Regions from separate parts of the Sus scrofa genome. Here region 1 is linked to region 2. A link is a contact called in public Hi-C data. All regions are on one chromosome and are shown on one strand. The core of a region is the stretch at or near the end of the contact, and the rest is flanking DNA. Distances in the headings are between cores, read along the strand shown. Region 1 holds the start of NAA25 (N-alpha-acetyltransferase 25, NatB auxiliary subunit). Region 2 overlaps HECTD4 (probable E3 ubiquitin-protein ligase HECTD4).

Region 1 (6,820 bases), core at 2,784-5,283, 74 kb after region 2:
CTGTGTTTTTGCCCCCCACCCCAGCATAGTGCTGTTGTGTGCCTCAATACTCTTGAGTGAGAGGGTGTCTCATCAGAGCAAATCTGCCACCAAATAGGACAAGGTTGAAGGGCTCACTCCCCTGTTCTAAGTCAAGAAAATGGAAACCACCATTTAATGAACATTTGCTATATGCCAAACATTTTCCCATAATGTAAGCTGTAATGTACAGCAAAAAGGATGGCCTTTTGGCTCCTTTGGCGATCATCTCATTTGTTACTGAAATGAATCAGGCCTGCCAAAGGGTGTGGCAGCCTCCCAGGGAGCAGGTAAGGACAGGCCCAGAGACAGGTGACTGCTTCAGCCTTAGGCGCTGAGGACGAAGGGTAGAAATAAGAAAAGAGAAAGGCCAATTCATCCTACTTGGATGCCCAACAGGTTTTCAGGGTGGAGAGAAACATATTCCACCAGAAAGGTGACTCAAAGATCTCCAGTCCTCTGTTAGGTAGATCTGTAAGACTCTGGCCCTGCCAAGTTCAGGGAATAGAGTGCCCAGCCTGTCAGCATTCCACTGGGGCCAGGCCAACAAAGGTAACCTAAGATCATAGCTGAGCAACCACAGTCCTGTCCAGGAGCCTCCTATGGGCCCCCCTTGAAGACGCTGTATTTTTCCATTCCAGGAAATTCCTGAAACTTAGGTAACTCACTAACTCTTTCATTTGTGCCAAAGATGGACCCCAGCTCTTCACCCTTGCCCTTCCTCTCTCCTTTCCAAGTCCAACCTCAGCCCATTCCTACCAGGCCACATTACCTGAGAGCAAGCCTGGGGTCAACTTACTGGAGGCTCCTGACCTTCATCCTTGCTGCTTAAAATGATTTGGGGAGTATGGCATTCTCCTTGGGCTAGGGTAGCCAAGCTTAGCAAATAAAAATACAGGACACCTGAAACTAATATATTATAAATCATCTTTACCTCAATTTAAAAAATATAGGACACCTGGTTAAATGCTCCGATAAACAGTGAATATTGTTTTAGTGTAAGTATGCCCCAGAAATTACACCGTACTTTACCTGACAAGTCTACCCTGGGAGTAATCTTTTTTTTTAATTTTATGACCACACCTGGGGCATATGGAAGTTCCTGGGCCACGGAATGAACCTGAGCCACTGCAGTGACAATGCCAGATCCTTTAACCCTCTGCACCAGGCAAGGAATTAAACCCGCTTCCCTGCAGCAACCCAAGCTGCTGTATTTGGATTCTTAACCCACTGCTCCATGGAGGGAACTCTCTACCCTGGGAATATTGAAATGCCTTCCATTGGAGTTCCTGTTGTGGCTCAATGGGTTAAGAACTCAACTAATATCCATGAGGATGTGGAATCTCATTGAGGATGTGGACTTGCTCATGGTTTAAGGATCTGGCATTGCCACAAGCTGCGGTGTAGGTTCTGGTGTGGCTGTGGCTGTGGCATAGGCTGGCAGCTACAGCTTTGATTCAACCCCTGGCCTAGGAACTTCTATATCTCACAGGTGCGGTCTTAAAAAGTTAAAAAAAAAATGCCTTCCATTATTCTAGAGCAGATGTTGGCAAATTTTTTTCTGTAAAGTCCCATATGGTGAATATCTTAACTTTATGGGCCATATGGTCTCTGTTGCAACTACTCAGTTTTGCTCCTGTAGCACCAAAACAGCCACCGACCATGCATAAATGGGCATAGCTGTGTTCTAGAAAATTTTTTTTATTTATTTACTATTTGTCTTTTTTTTTTTTTTTTTTTTTTTAGGGCTGAAACTGGCATAAGGAGGTTCCCAGGCTAGGGGCTGAATTGGATCTGTAGCTGCCGACCTATGCCACAGCCACAGAAATGCAAGATCCGAGCTGCGTCTGTGACTTACACCACAGCTCATGGCAACACCGGATCCTTAACCCACTAAAATTTTATTTATGAACCCTGGCCTTTGAACTTTACATACCTTTAACATATTGTGAAATATTTTTCTTTTGATTATTTTGATTCTTCTTTTGATTATTTTATTACATTTTAAAAAAGTAAAAATCATTCTTGGCTCATGGCTGTACAAAAACAGTAGTCAGCTAGATATGGCCTATGGGTCATAATTTGTCCACTTCTAACCTAAAGGAGAAGAATGAAACTTTTGTCTGAATCTAAATCACAAGAGGATTTGCAAAGATACAGATTGCTGTGCCCACTCTTAGAGTGATAGATTCACCGGGTCTGGGGGAGTGCTTAATAATCAGCAGGTCTAGGGAGTTCCCATCATGGTTCAGGGGAAACGAATTTGACTAGTATCCATGAGGACTCAGGTTCAATCCCTGGCCTCACTCAGTGGGTTAAGAATCTGGTGTTGGTGTGAGTTGTGGCCTAGGTCACAGATGTGGCTCGGATCCTGTATTGCTGCAGCATAGGCTGGCACCTGTAGCTCTGATTTGACCCCTAGCCTGGGAACCTCCATATGCCAAGAGTTTGGCCCTAAAAAGACACACACACACAAAAAGAAATGATTTTTCCATGGGGATCGCATATTGTATATTTATTGGAGGGACCCCCCCCCCTTCCCCTCCACCACCACTCCCAACCATTTTCAACAAGAATTTCTCTGTGCACTTGCTTCTGGAATTTTTTTTCTTCCTCTTTAGCTTGCCCCAGGACAGAGTTGGGATGAGAGTTTCTAGTGCATGTAGTTAAAAAATACCCCCCATTATTAAAAATGTATTAAAAATCTATTACTTTGGAATGGTTTTAGACTTAACAGAAAGGCTGAAAAGAGGGTAAAGTTTTTACTACTCTTCAACCAGTTAACCTTAATGTTAACATCTTACATTACCATGTAATTTACATTCGTCAAAATGAGAAACCAACATTAGCATAATACTATTAACTAAATTCTAGATTTTATTTGCATTTCTTCTGTTTCTCCACTAATGCCCTTTTTTTTTCTGTCTCAGGATCCCAACCAGGATATCACATTACCTTTGGTTATCGTGTTTCATTGGACTATTATGGTTTCTCATAGTTTCCTTATTTTTCATGACCTTGACAGTTTTTTGGTTTTTTTCTTTCACCTCGACCCAGGCATGTGGAAGTTCCCAGGTCAGGGATCAAACCCACGCCACAGCCATGGCAATGCTGGATTTTTAACCTGCTGTGCCACAAGAGAACTCCCATCTCCCACTTTATTTAACTTTTCTGACAATTGTCGCTTTTTCTAACCACACTATATAAAATTGCCCCCCGTCCCTGTTCTCCTTTTCTCAGTTTCATTTATTATCACCTAATATACTGACATACTTATTTGATGATCTCCCTCCCAGCAAGGAAGGCCCCAGGAAAGCTCTGATTTATTTACAATGTATCTTCTCTGCCTAAATTCGAAACAGAAACAGCGGCATAATAGGCACTGGATAATTATATTGGGTATGAATAAACCCACCAGTAGAAAAGAGGATAGTATCTACCTTCTAAGGAGATACTAGGGTTGTTATGAGTATTAATGAAATAATTCATTTAGAGCTTGCAACACTAACTGCACATACTAACTGAATTACTTTTTTCCTTCAGTTTTATTGCGGTATAGTTGACAAATCCACTGGATTACTATAAATCTAGGGTGCTTCTTAGTTGGCTGAGCACCAGGAGAGAGATGAAGGGATCTCGAACATTTCTGGCAGATTTCTACTGTTGGTCAGCACCCCTTTCCCCTACTCTCTCCTGGGTCACCCTCCCAGAGGAGGTCCCAGTTCCTCAACAATTAATCAAAGACAAGTCTAACTGGTCCTTCAGCACAGATGAGAAATAAGATAAACTGGAGCAGCAGAGCCCTAACTCTGACCAAGAGTTTCTCTCCTTTCTTCACTCTCCCGTAAGTGACTCGGACGGGATTTTAATAGCAACGGCCGCCTCTATCAGCTAGACTGATTCCATCAGCAAAGGGGAGACGTATCCCTCAAAGTGGCAATAGTCTGTGGGAGGGGTGCGGTGTAAGTGTTGTCCCTTTCCGCGCAGGCGCGTTCAATCGCAACCCCGCGACCATCGCGATAGACGAGCGAGATCGGCGCTGGCCCTTTAACGGCCCCTTCCCGGGGGCCTGCCCTGCGCGTGCGCACTGCTGTTCTGCGCTTGTCATCATGGCGACGCGGGGCCATGTGCAGGACCCTAACGACAGGCGCCTCCGGCCCATTTACGGTGAGTGCCTGGGGCCAGTCTAGTCGCCAGCCGGATACGCCGAGGGCCGCCGGGGCCAGGGTAAAGGCCCAGGAGGGTCGCTGAGTGGCCAGGAGCAGGGCTGGCGAGCACAGGGGGTCGGCCGCGCGGGCCTCTAGGCCTCAGTCACGGGCCTCGCGGAAGCGCCGGCCTGGCCTTCCAGAGCCCTGAGGTGGCAGCTGCGCTGTTAGGGCAGCGGCAGGTCGGCAGAGCTGGCCCGACAGGCAGGCTTTGTAAGACATTTCCTCTGGTAGAGATCTGCTCTGCTCGCAGGTCGCGTTGTTGGGGCCACGCCAAGGGACACCCAAGATCTGCCCGCAGGTGGAAGCTAGCTCCGGTACAGGGCTGAAACACCCTACTTGAGGGAAAACCCCCACTGAAGACTTTTTACTTATGGAAACTGGGCCTAAAATGTTGTCTGACCAACAGTGCTTGGTGAACAGAGAGAAACTGAGGTTCTGAGAGAGGAAGGAGCTGACGCAAGGTCACCCGAATCGAGTCAGGAACAGGCCCAGATTTGAGGCTCCCCATCGAAAGCTCTTTGGTGGAGGAACAGCTGCTCAGGGTACACGTGGGAGGCGGGGGCGGGGGGGTGGTGGTCTTGGGCCCAAAATAGCGATGGGAAGATTGTGATAGTTTGGAGGGGCGTGCAGGGCCTTTCCTTTCTGTAGCTTTTCTGGCTTTCTGCAGCTTGCCTTCTGTGTGCTGAGTGGATCCCCCTTTGTAACGCTTAGCCCAATCCTCAGGTTTTAAGACCTTGATATCGTTCTGCTACACTTATTGTGAAAAATCACATATTTGAGTCACAGAAACATCTCTTCAATTACCGAGGTGTTCTGTAATTGGATAGTGGTTCCTGTTAGATGGTTGTATGGTCTTGGTCTGTGTCACTTCTTGATGAAGGAAGGCTTCAAGGTCAGTGGTTTTTCGCAAAATTAGGTCTCATGTTTATAGTGTGGATGTTACTAAATGGAGGTTTCTCCGCAGGGCTGAGATCACTTAACTTTTTTTTTTTGGAAGGGGGTAACTATATATTTCTGGTACAATTGCTACTTTTTGTAATTTGTATGATACTTTACTCACATCTCATTTGATTCTAGCAACAGCTTTGTGAGGTGGGTAAAAATAATAATAGCTAATATATATAGACTGTTAATTATGTCAGTCACTGTCCTCAGCCTTTTATATTTATCATTTAATTTTCACACATACTCCTGAGATAGGTAGTTTTTACAACCCCCTCCCTTTCTTTCCACAGATGAGGAAACTGGGGCTTTATTGATGTGTAATTTGTCTGTGGTCACTCAGCTAACACGAAGCTAGGATCTGAACCCTTGTGGACTGTCCCAGACTTACTCTTTTAACCACTGTGCTAGAAATCACCTCACTTTGAGCTGAAAACACTGGCTTACCAAAGGTCACATAGGTGGTGAGTGGTAGATTTCCATTTTCCCAGGACTGTGTATTCTCATGCCTCCAGTAAATATTTTCAAAGGGCAGAGATGACATATGCAAGGATGACCGAGAGTAGGAACTGAATCCAGGGTTTACAATTTGTGGCTCATTATATAGCTGTCTGCAAAAGCTGCCTGTAGACTTCTCTCTCTCTCTCTTTTTTTGGCCTTTTAGGGCTGCACTGTGGCCTATGGAGGTTCCCAGGCTAGGGGTCAAATCAGAGCTGCAGCTGCTGGCCTACCCCACAGCCACAGTAATGCCAGATCCGAGCTGCATCTGTGACCTACACCACAGCTCACAGCAATGCCAGATCCTTAACCCACTGAGCAAGGGCAGGGATTGAACCTGCATCCTCATGGATACTAGTTGGATTTGTTTCCGCTGAGCCGCAATAGGAACTCCAGGTATTTACTTTTGATTTTTGAAAACCACCTTGACCTTCCTAGAACTTTATTACTCATTATCCTTTTGCTAAAATGATTCTCTTGCGCTATGGGGTTCTGAACAGATTTTGTATTCTCATGTGACTTGGTGAGCCCTAATGCTTTCTTTTACCATTATTCACTTTATTTATTTATTTTTTGTCTTTTTGCCTTTTCTAGGGCTGCTTCCGCAGCATATGGAGGTTTCCAGGCTAGGGGTCAAATCAGAGCTGTAGCCGACAGCCTACGCCAGAGCCACAGCAACTCGGGATCTGAGCCTCATCTTCGACCTACACCACAGCTCATGGCAACGCTGGATCCTCAACCCACTGAGCGAGGCCAGAGACCGAACCCACAACTTCATGGTTCCTAGTCAGATTTGTTAACCACTGCGCCATGATGGGAACGCCACCATTATTCACTTTAAAAATTTTTTTTTCTTTTTTTCTTTTTTTTGTCTTTTTGTCTTTTTAGGGCCACACCCACAGCATATGGAGGTTCTCAGGCTAGGGGTCAAATTGGAGCTACAGCTGCTGGCCTACGTCACAGCCCCGGCAATGCCAGAACCGAGCCACGTCTTCCACCTACACCACAGCTCAGGGCAACGCTGGATCCTTAACCCACTGAGTGAGGCCAGGGATTGAACCTGAAACCTCATGGTTCCTAGTCAGATTCATTTCTTTGGCACCACAACGGGAACTCCACTATGGGCATCTTGATTGTTGGGGACAGTTCAAAAA
Region 2 (6,964 bases), core at 4,430-6,929:
GACGTGGCGCTCGTGCAGTACATCAACCGGCTGTGCCGCCACTTGGCCATCACGCCTGCACGGCTGCATCCCCACGAGGTGTATCTGGACCCCGCAGACGCTGCCGACCCCAGGGTGGCCTGTCTCTTGAGTACGTGACCCCAGGGATGCCTTTCAGGGACCCTCCCTGGGCTGCCCTGTGGGGGCCGCCCCACTATGGGGCAGGGTGTTTAGAAGGACCGGGTGCCCTTTACACATCCATTCAGTAAATCCTTAGGAACACCTGCCCTGGATCAGGTGGATAAAAAGGAGAAAGACAAGAAGCTGTGATTGTGGCCAAATTAATGTGTATGAGGCCTTATGATGTGCTCATCGCAACCCAGCCAAGAGCAGATGGTGAATTTAGGCAAAAAATGCTCCCAGCGTTGCTCTCATGTTTGGAGAAGAGATGTGTGTGAGGGCGGGCAGGTCAAGTCAGGAGCCAGTGTCAGTTTCCCAGTTCTGATGTACGATATCACATGGGGGAAGCTGAGTGGAAGATACAGGACTCTTTGTGCCTTTTCTGCAACTTTCTATAAGCCTGTAATTATTTCAGGATTAAAAGTTAAAAATAATTTGGTACAAAGCCCTGCATATGCAAAGCACTGGCATAGCCCTAGAGTCCGGCTGAGTGGACCCTTGGATTCCTTAGGAGTCCAGGCCTCATCCATTGCTTCCACTCAGCACAGCCTCAGGGAAGTGGGGTCCCTGCTCCCTCACGATCAGCCTCTCTGGGTCCCAGGGATAAAACCCACCACAGGAGGGGAGTTCCTGTCCTACGTAGCGCAGCAGAAACAAATCCGACTAGGAGCCATGAGGTTGCGGGTTCGATCCCTGGCCTCACTCAGTGGATTAAGGATCCGATGTTGCTGTGAGCTGCAGTTTAGGTTGCAGACGTGGCTCGGATCCTGCATGGCTGTGGCTGTGGTGTAGGCAGCAGCTGCAGCTCTGATTTGACCCCTGCCTGAGAACCTCCATATGCCATGGGTGCAGCCCTAAAAAAGCACGCGCACGCGCGCGCGCACACACACACACACGAGCCTCGTTCCACTTGAAGTGCCCACTCTGGGGCCCTCCCTGTGACCTGGCCTCCTGAGCTGCTTGCACGTGGGGATGCCGTGCTGAGCCCCACCTGACCTCCCCTCATGCCCCACAGACATGCCCATCGAGAGCCTGCGCCTGCGCTTCGCCCTGCTGCAGTCCCTGAACACCACGCTGGAGACCTTCTTCCTGCCGCTGGTGGAGCTGCGCCAGACACCCATGTACACCCACAGCATCGCCGCCCTGCTGCAGGAGGCCAAAGGTTGGTGTCCGGGCCTCCCAGACATCCCCACACCCAACCTGGAGCAGAGGTTCTACCCAAGAGCAGTTACTTTAGTTATGCTCTGAAAAAAAATGTGCTTCGAAAAAATAAATGTACCTAACAGAGCTTTGAGACTATTTAGAGATGTATAAAGTTAAAGCTTTGACTCGCGGGCTGTTCCCCACATCCCTGAATCCTGGAGACGACCAGACAAATGAGTCTGTCCTTCCAGACTTCTCTGTTCACATACAATAGACACACATTTTTCCATTTTTTTGTTCATCAAAAACTGGGTATCCTGTTGTACATTCTGTTCCACGGCCCTGCTTTGCAGGTCCCTGCATGTCCAGCGGCACAGAGCCTCCCTGCCTTACTGTCCAGAGTGCAGGTGCCATATCCTTACTGATAACACACCTCGGTGGTTTTTAGTTTTGGCTGTTCCAGAAACTGCCACAGCAAAACCTCGTTTTTTGTGGATTTGGGTTTGTATTCCTGGAAGCCAGGTGTCTCCAGGTGTGACAGGATCCAGTGGTTTCATTCTGTGCTCATGTTTGGGTAAAATGACTCTCCCTCCAGTGGCATGTCCCATCCCCCCAACCCTCACCCCAGGGGCCAGCGGCTGCTCCAGGAGAGACCGGATGGACCCACAGGGGACAGCGTGGCCTCCTCTGGGCCTCAGGGTGACCAGGAAGGAAGAGAAGCCGCCCCATCCCAGCCTCTCTCCCACATTCCTCCATCAGGGCTGATCTTTTATGACACGAAGGTGACGGTCATGAATCGAGTGCTGAACGCCACTGTGCAGAGGACGGCTGACCACGCGGCGCCAGAGATCACTCTGGACCCTCTGGAGATCGTAGGAGGTGAGATTAGCTACACAAGCCAGAAAATGCAGGCAGTGGTGCTTAAACTAGTTGATTTCTCTCACATTAGAAGCCTCTAGAAGAGGGCAGCCCAGGGCAGCTCTGGCTGTCCCTCGTGGGTGCTGCCACTCCTGTTGTCCTGCCGTGTGTCCCATCGTCCCATTGTTTGGCTTCCCGCTTCCAGTCATTCCACAGCGCCCCTTGCCGAGCAGCGGGGGGGGGGGGGGGGGGGGGAGGGGCAGCGGCACAGGCCACGCCTCCGCGGGGGGCAGGGCGAGAGAGTGGGCTTTCTTCTGGCCCTGCAGCTGCTAAAATCAGGGCTCTGGCCCCAAAGAGGGGAAGCTGGATACTGGGAAGGCAGCTGGAGTCTTTGCCACGGCCTGTGCAGACAGACGTCAGGAGGGCGAATGAGAGGAGCCCGCTGAGGCGGGAGGCTCACCCAGACTCACGGAAGGATGGGGGGGGCGATCCCCGGAGAACAGGGAGGGTGGGCCCCTTGAGGGACCCACAGGCAGAGGCAGGAAAGATCCAAAGATGTTCCAGGAGCAGAGAGCAGGCAGGAGCTGGGCTGGGTGAGGGGAGGGGGGGGCGGGGCTGGGAGGTGAGAGGCGCCCCGAAGGTTTCAGCTCTTCATCTCTCTCTTCCAGGGGAGATCAGAGCCTCTGAAAACTCCTACTTCTGCCAGGCGGCCAGGCAGCTGGCCTCGGTGCCATCTTCCCAGCTTTGCGTCAAACTGGCGAGTGGCGGTGACCCCACCTATGCCTTCAACATCCGCTTCACTGGGGAGGAGGTCCACGGCACCAGTAAGTGGCGGCCCCGCCGGGGCCTCTTTCAGCCAGTTCAGGATGGAGGCTGTGTTCAGAAAGTAAAAATTTCTGGGGTAATTTTTAGCCTAAAGATCTTACCCATTAGCAACAGTAGAGCCCCACCCTTATTATCGCGCTCTGCCCAGAAGCCAGGTCTGCCCTAGAGTGACCCTCTGTCCAGGCTCCCCAAACCCAGCCCCTCAGACTTGCCCTGTTCCCTGGGGATCTCGCGCCCCCTGCTGGTCGGTGACTTCAGCGCAGCACCTTCCAGGCTGTGGTCAATGCTAGGGGTGCGTTTCTTGCCGAGTGGACCTGGGAGAGATGCCCTCACCGTGGACTGGACTTCTTTTCCAGGAAGACCCCCCTGGCTGAGGGGTTGAGTTAAAATCTTGTATGTGCCCCATGAGAGACAGGGGTTTGAGGAGCCTGTGATCAAAATGGCACCTTCTGACATCTCACGCTGCAGGGATGAGGAATGGCCACTCAGAAAATGTTCCCTGGGGATCCTTTCAGTCAGATTAGCCCAGACACTCAGAAAATCCTCTCACGCTGGATGGGGGAAGAAAGTTCCTCTTCCGGTAGCCGCACCGGGCTGAGAACACTGTTGGGGCTGCTCTGTCTCCCATCCCGCCCTCATCATGCGGCCTCTGGGCACACCTCAGAGAATAGCTCTGTTCACTGAGACACCAGGCTCAACACCTTAACGCTCCTAATGACACCAGCTCTGTCCCGCTTTGCAGATGGGGAAACTGGGGCTCCACAAAGTTAAGTAGCTTTCCCAGGGTCAGGGGGCTCACTGGGGTTCAAACCCAGGTCTGTCCAGTTCCAAAGCCCAGCCCTTGATGGCTTCAGGAGACAAGAGTCTCCTGCTTTTCTCCTGGAACCGAGTGAAGGCCAAGCCCTGACATCTCCCCAGCCAAGTCCTCCCCGTGGGTCTGACCAAGCGGTATGTGCACAGCTGTTCTCATGCCTCAGGACACCAATGGGGATGCACAGGGGAGAGCAAGGGAGCCCCAGCCATAGAGAAGAGTTTTGCCAAAAACCCAAAGGCAGGTTTGGAGTGGCAGCAGGAGAGGAGTCGATCACTGCCCACTGCCCTTCGCCTGTGTCATGCGTCCATCCGTGTAGTTATACACACACTGAATGCACACTGAGGTCCCGGGCTTGGCTGGACACAGTTCTGAGTGAAATGGAGCCCTGCTTCCAGCCCAGCACAGGAGGCAAACATGGGTCCTACAAGCCCTCAGCATCATTGTCAACTTGCAACTGTGATAGGTGTCCCACATAGGGCCTGCCTTTGATCTCACTCAATCCCTGAAACCAGCCTGGAGGTCGGGACAGTCACTGCCCGCCTTTGGGAGATGAGGGGCTGAGGCTGGCTCCAGCAGGAACGTGATTCCCAGGAATCGCCCAGCTCATCAGTGGCCCTGTGTTCTCCCAGCCCTCAGCGAGTTCTCTTTCTAGGCCACTGAAGCCTGGGTCAGGGGTGGGGGGCAGAGGCGCTGACGTTCCTGATGGGGACAGGGCCTACAGGCAGGGAAGGCTGATGGGTCCCTGTCTATCGTGTAGGCGGTTCCTTCCGCCACTTCCTGTGGCAGGTGTGCAAAGAGCTGCAGAGCTCCTCACTGTCCCTCCTCCTGCTGTGCCCCAGCTCCGCCGTCAACAAGAACAAGGTAAGACACCAGGCCCCGGCAGCTGCGGCTAGTGTTCCCCCCGCCCCCCCGGCAGTCAGCTCCCTGGGAGCAGTGGCTCGCCAGGTGCATGGCCTCGTCAGCTTGGTGCTTCACCAGCCTTCCTGGTCTGGGCAGGGCCTCCCTTTGCAGTGGTTCCCTCCTGCCTGCCATGGGTCACGTGAGCCTGGGACACATGTTCCTGGGGCCAGTAGAGGCACAGGTGGGTCAGCTCACGCGTGCCTCCACTTTCAGGGGAAGTACATCCTGACCCCAAGCCCCATCACCTACGGGGAGGAGCAGCTGCTGCACTTCCTGGGCCAGTTGCTGGGAATTGCAATTCGAGCAGATGTCCCTCTTCCCCTGGACCTCCTGCCCTCCTTCTGGAAGACGCTGGTAGGGGAGCCCCTGGACCCTGACCAAGACCTGCAGGAAGCAGACATCCTCACCTACAATTATGTCAAGAAATTTGAGAGTGTAAGTAAAAAACACATTTTTTTCTAGGGGACAGCAGGACCCCAGAGCAGTGGCCTGCCATTCTGCTTAGGCCTCTGTGGCCCCCCTGGGGACTGACAGGGACCTCCCAGAGAACATGAGGGAGCATGAGGCACATCTACTGGCGAGGCTTGCCTCACGGGGCCCGGAGCCCCTGGCCTCCCTCCTTTACCATCTGCCCCACCTCGTAAGGACACAGGGGGAAGGGGCCCCCACAGCAGAGGGAGCAGAGGTGTTGGGTGGGAACTGCTCCACGCAGAGCTGGTTTCACTTTTAAGAGCTTCGTTTCGGGGCTTCACGAAGGGCGCAGGAGATCAGCTCTGGGGCATCACCTAGGCAGAGCGCTGGGAACACAGCACTTGTTCCCTCTCCTGAGGCCTGAAGAAGGCTGCTCTCCATGGGGGACAACTGCTGAAGGAAGTGCCAGCTGGTGGGCCTCCGGTGACACAGACGTGAAGGCCCTCTGAGGGGCCCCCAGTACCTGCTCTCTGTAATCCCCACAGCTGCCACTTGGGGGAGCCAGCATGTGGGAGCAGCTGAGCCAGGCGCCTGGCGAGCAGCGGGCGTTGCAGCACAGACAGGGCTGACGTGAATTGTCTGAAGGGTCAAAGCAGGACACCCCCCGTGGACTGGGGATTTATGAGTCGTTCCCAGCCACTGCTGTGAGAAGTCCTCAGGAGCTGTGGGTGGCAGCAGAGGCCTGAGACTGGCAGGGCCTCTAAGATAGTGTCCGAATAAACAAATGAAAACAAAACAAAACAAAAAAGCTGGTGTCCAGGCAGACAGTCCAGCCAAGGCTTCTGTCTGGGGAGGACAGGCAAGCCGGGATACAGAACCATCTTGGGGAGGGGAGAAGGAGGAGGCACAGAAACCAGAAAGAAACGCCTTGAACTTGTCAGGGGTGCCCGCTGTCATCACCACCCCAGAGCCGCAGGCTTTTCCGCTGGGTCAGTTCCTATCCTCTCCTCAGTAGCCCAGCATGCTCATCAGGGTCTTGTGAACCCTAAATTTCCATCAATGGGGTGCCGATGCTAGAGAGGTGGCCCACATACCTCACACAAGGGGAATCAAGTCAGGGCCCTCTGAGGACAGAAACCCCAGCTCAATCCAGATGAGAAACTTTTTTTTTTTTTCTTTTTAGGGCCACACCCGTGGCATATGGAGGTTCCCAGGCTAGGGGTCAAATGGGAGCTGCAGCCGCTGGCCTACACCACAGCCACAGCAATGCCAGATCGAGCTACGTCTGCGACCCACACCACAGCTCATGGCAACACTAGATTGTTAACCCACTGAGCAAGGCCAGGGATCGAACCTGCATCCTCATGGAGACCATGTTGGATTCTTAACCTGCAGAGCCACAACGGGAACTCCCCCCACACATACCTTTTTTTTAAATGATTCACTCTTAAAAGTACAGATGCAGATTTGGCTCTAGGGCAGAATCCAGGTACCTCCATGATGCTGTCAATGACTGATCTCAAGATGGCACCCACCTTCAGCCGTGCCCAGTTGGGGTGGCTGTAATTTGGGTCCCATTAGCCAGGCCTGGGTCATGTGCCTAACCTTCAAGTCATGGCAAGGCTGACAGGCCAGGCCTCTGCCATCTACCCACTCACAGTGGCCACGGTAGCCCCTACCCAGGCAGTACCTGGTGTTTGCCCAACTGGGTTGGGGTTCCATCTTCCGGGGGCCTGGGTCAGTCTGGGTCAGCCTCGCTCTGCTCTGCCCTCCAGATCAATGACGAGATTGAGCTGGAGGCCCTGTGCGCCGAGATCGCCTCCCAGCACCTGGCCACCGAGAGCCCCGACGGGC

The links. A called contact is a pair of places that touch in the nucleus more often than the background predicts.
Region 1: a Hi-C map of alveolar macrophages shows a contact between it and region 2, with 4 times the contacts expected there. The contact joins the promoter of NAA25 here to the enhancer-like site in region 2. A contact is called at or near these places in 3 of 5 promoter capture datasets (fetal liver and liver), 23 of 47 Hi-C or Micro-C datasets (alveolar macrophages, blood, brain and 12 more) and 2 of 2 datasets of contacts at active chromatin or transcription factors (alveolar macrophages and skeletal muscle).

What each region holds. Positions count from the first base shown.
Region 1 is chr14:39,602,766-39,609,585 of Sscrofa11.1, forward strand. It overlaps NAA25 (N-alpha-acetyltransferase 25, NatB auxiliary subunit), which reads left to right and starts at 4,034. Exons shown (of 24, transcript XM_021074209.1): 1 at 4,034-4,185. The coding sequence starts at 4,128.
Region 2 is chr14:39,526,687-39,533,650 of Sscrofa11.1, forward strand. It overlaps HECTD4 (probable E3 ubiquitin-protein ligase HECTD4), which reads left to right. Exons shown (of 76, transcript XM_013990365.2): 67 at 1-130; 68 at 1,175-1,321; 69 at 2,062-2,181; 70 at 2,829-2,984; 71 at 4,557-4,660; 72 at 4,913-5,134; 73 at 6,886-6,964. Among named protein-coding and RNA genes, the nearest start is that of TRAFD1, 50 kb to the right of the region's middle. Within about 2 kb of position 5,680, at least 26 of the 83 cell types and tissues checked have an H3K27ac peak or open chromatin away from gene starts, as enhancers often do. A contact at or near this core is called in alveolar macrophages, embryonic fibroblasts, retroperitoneal adipose tissue and 2 more, where this site is marked.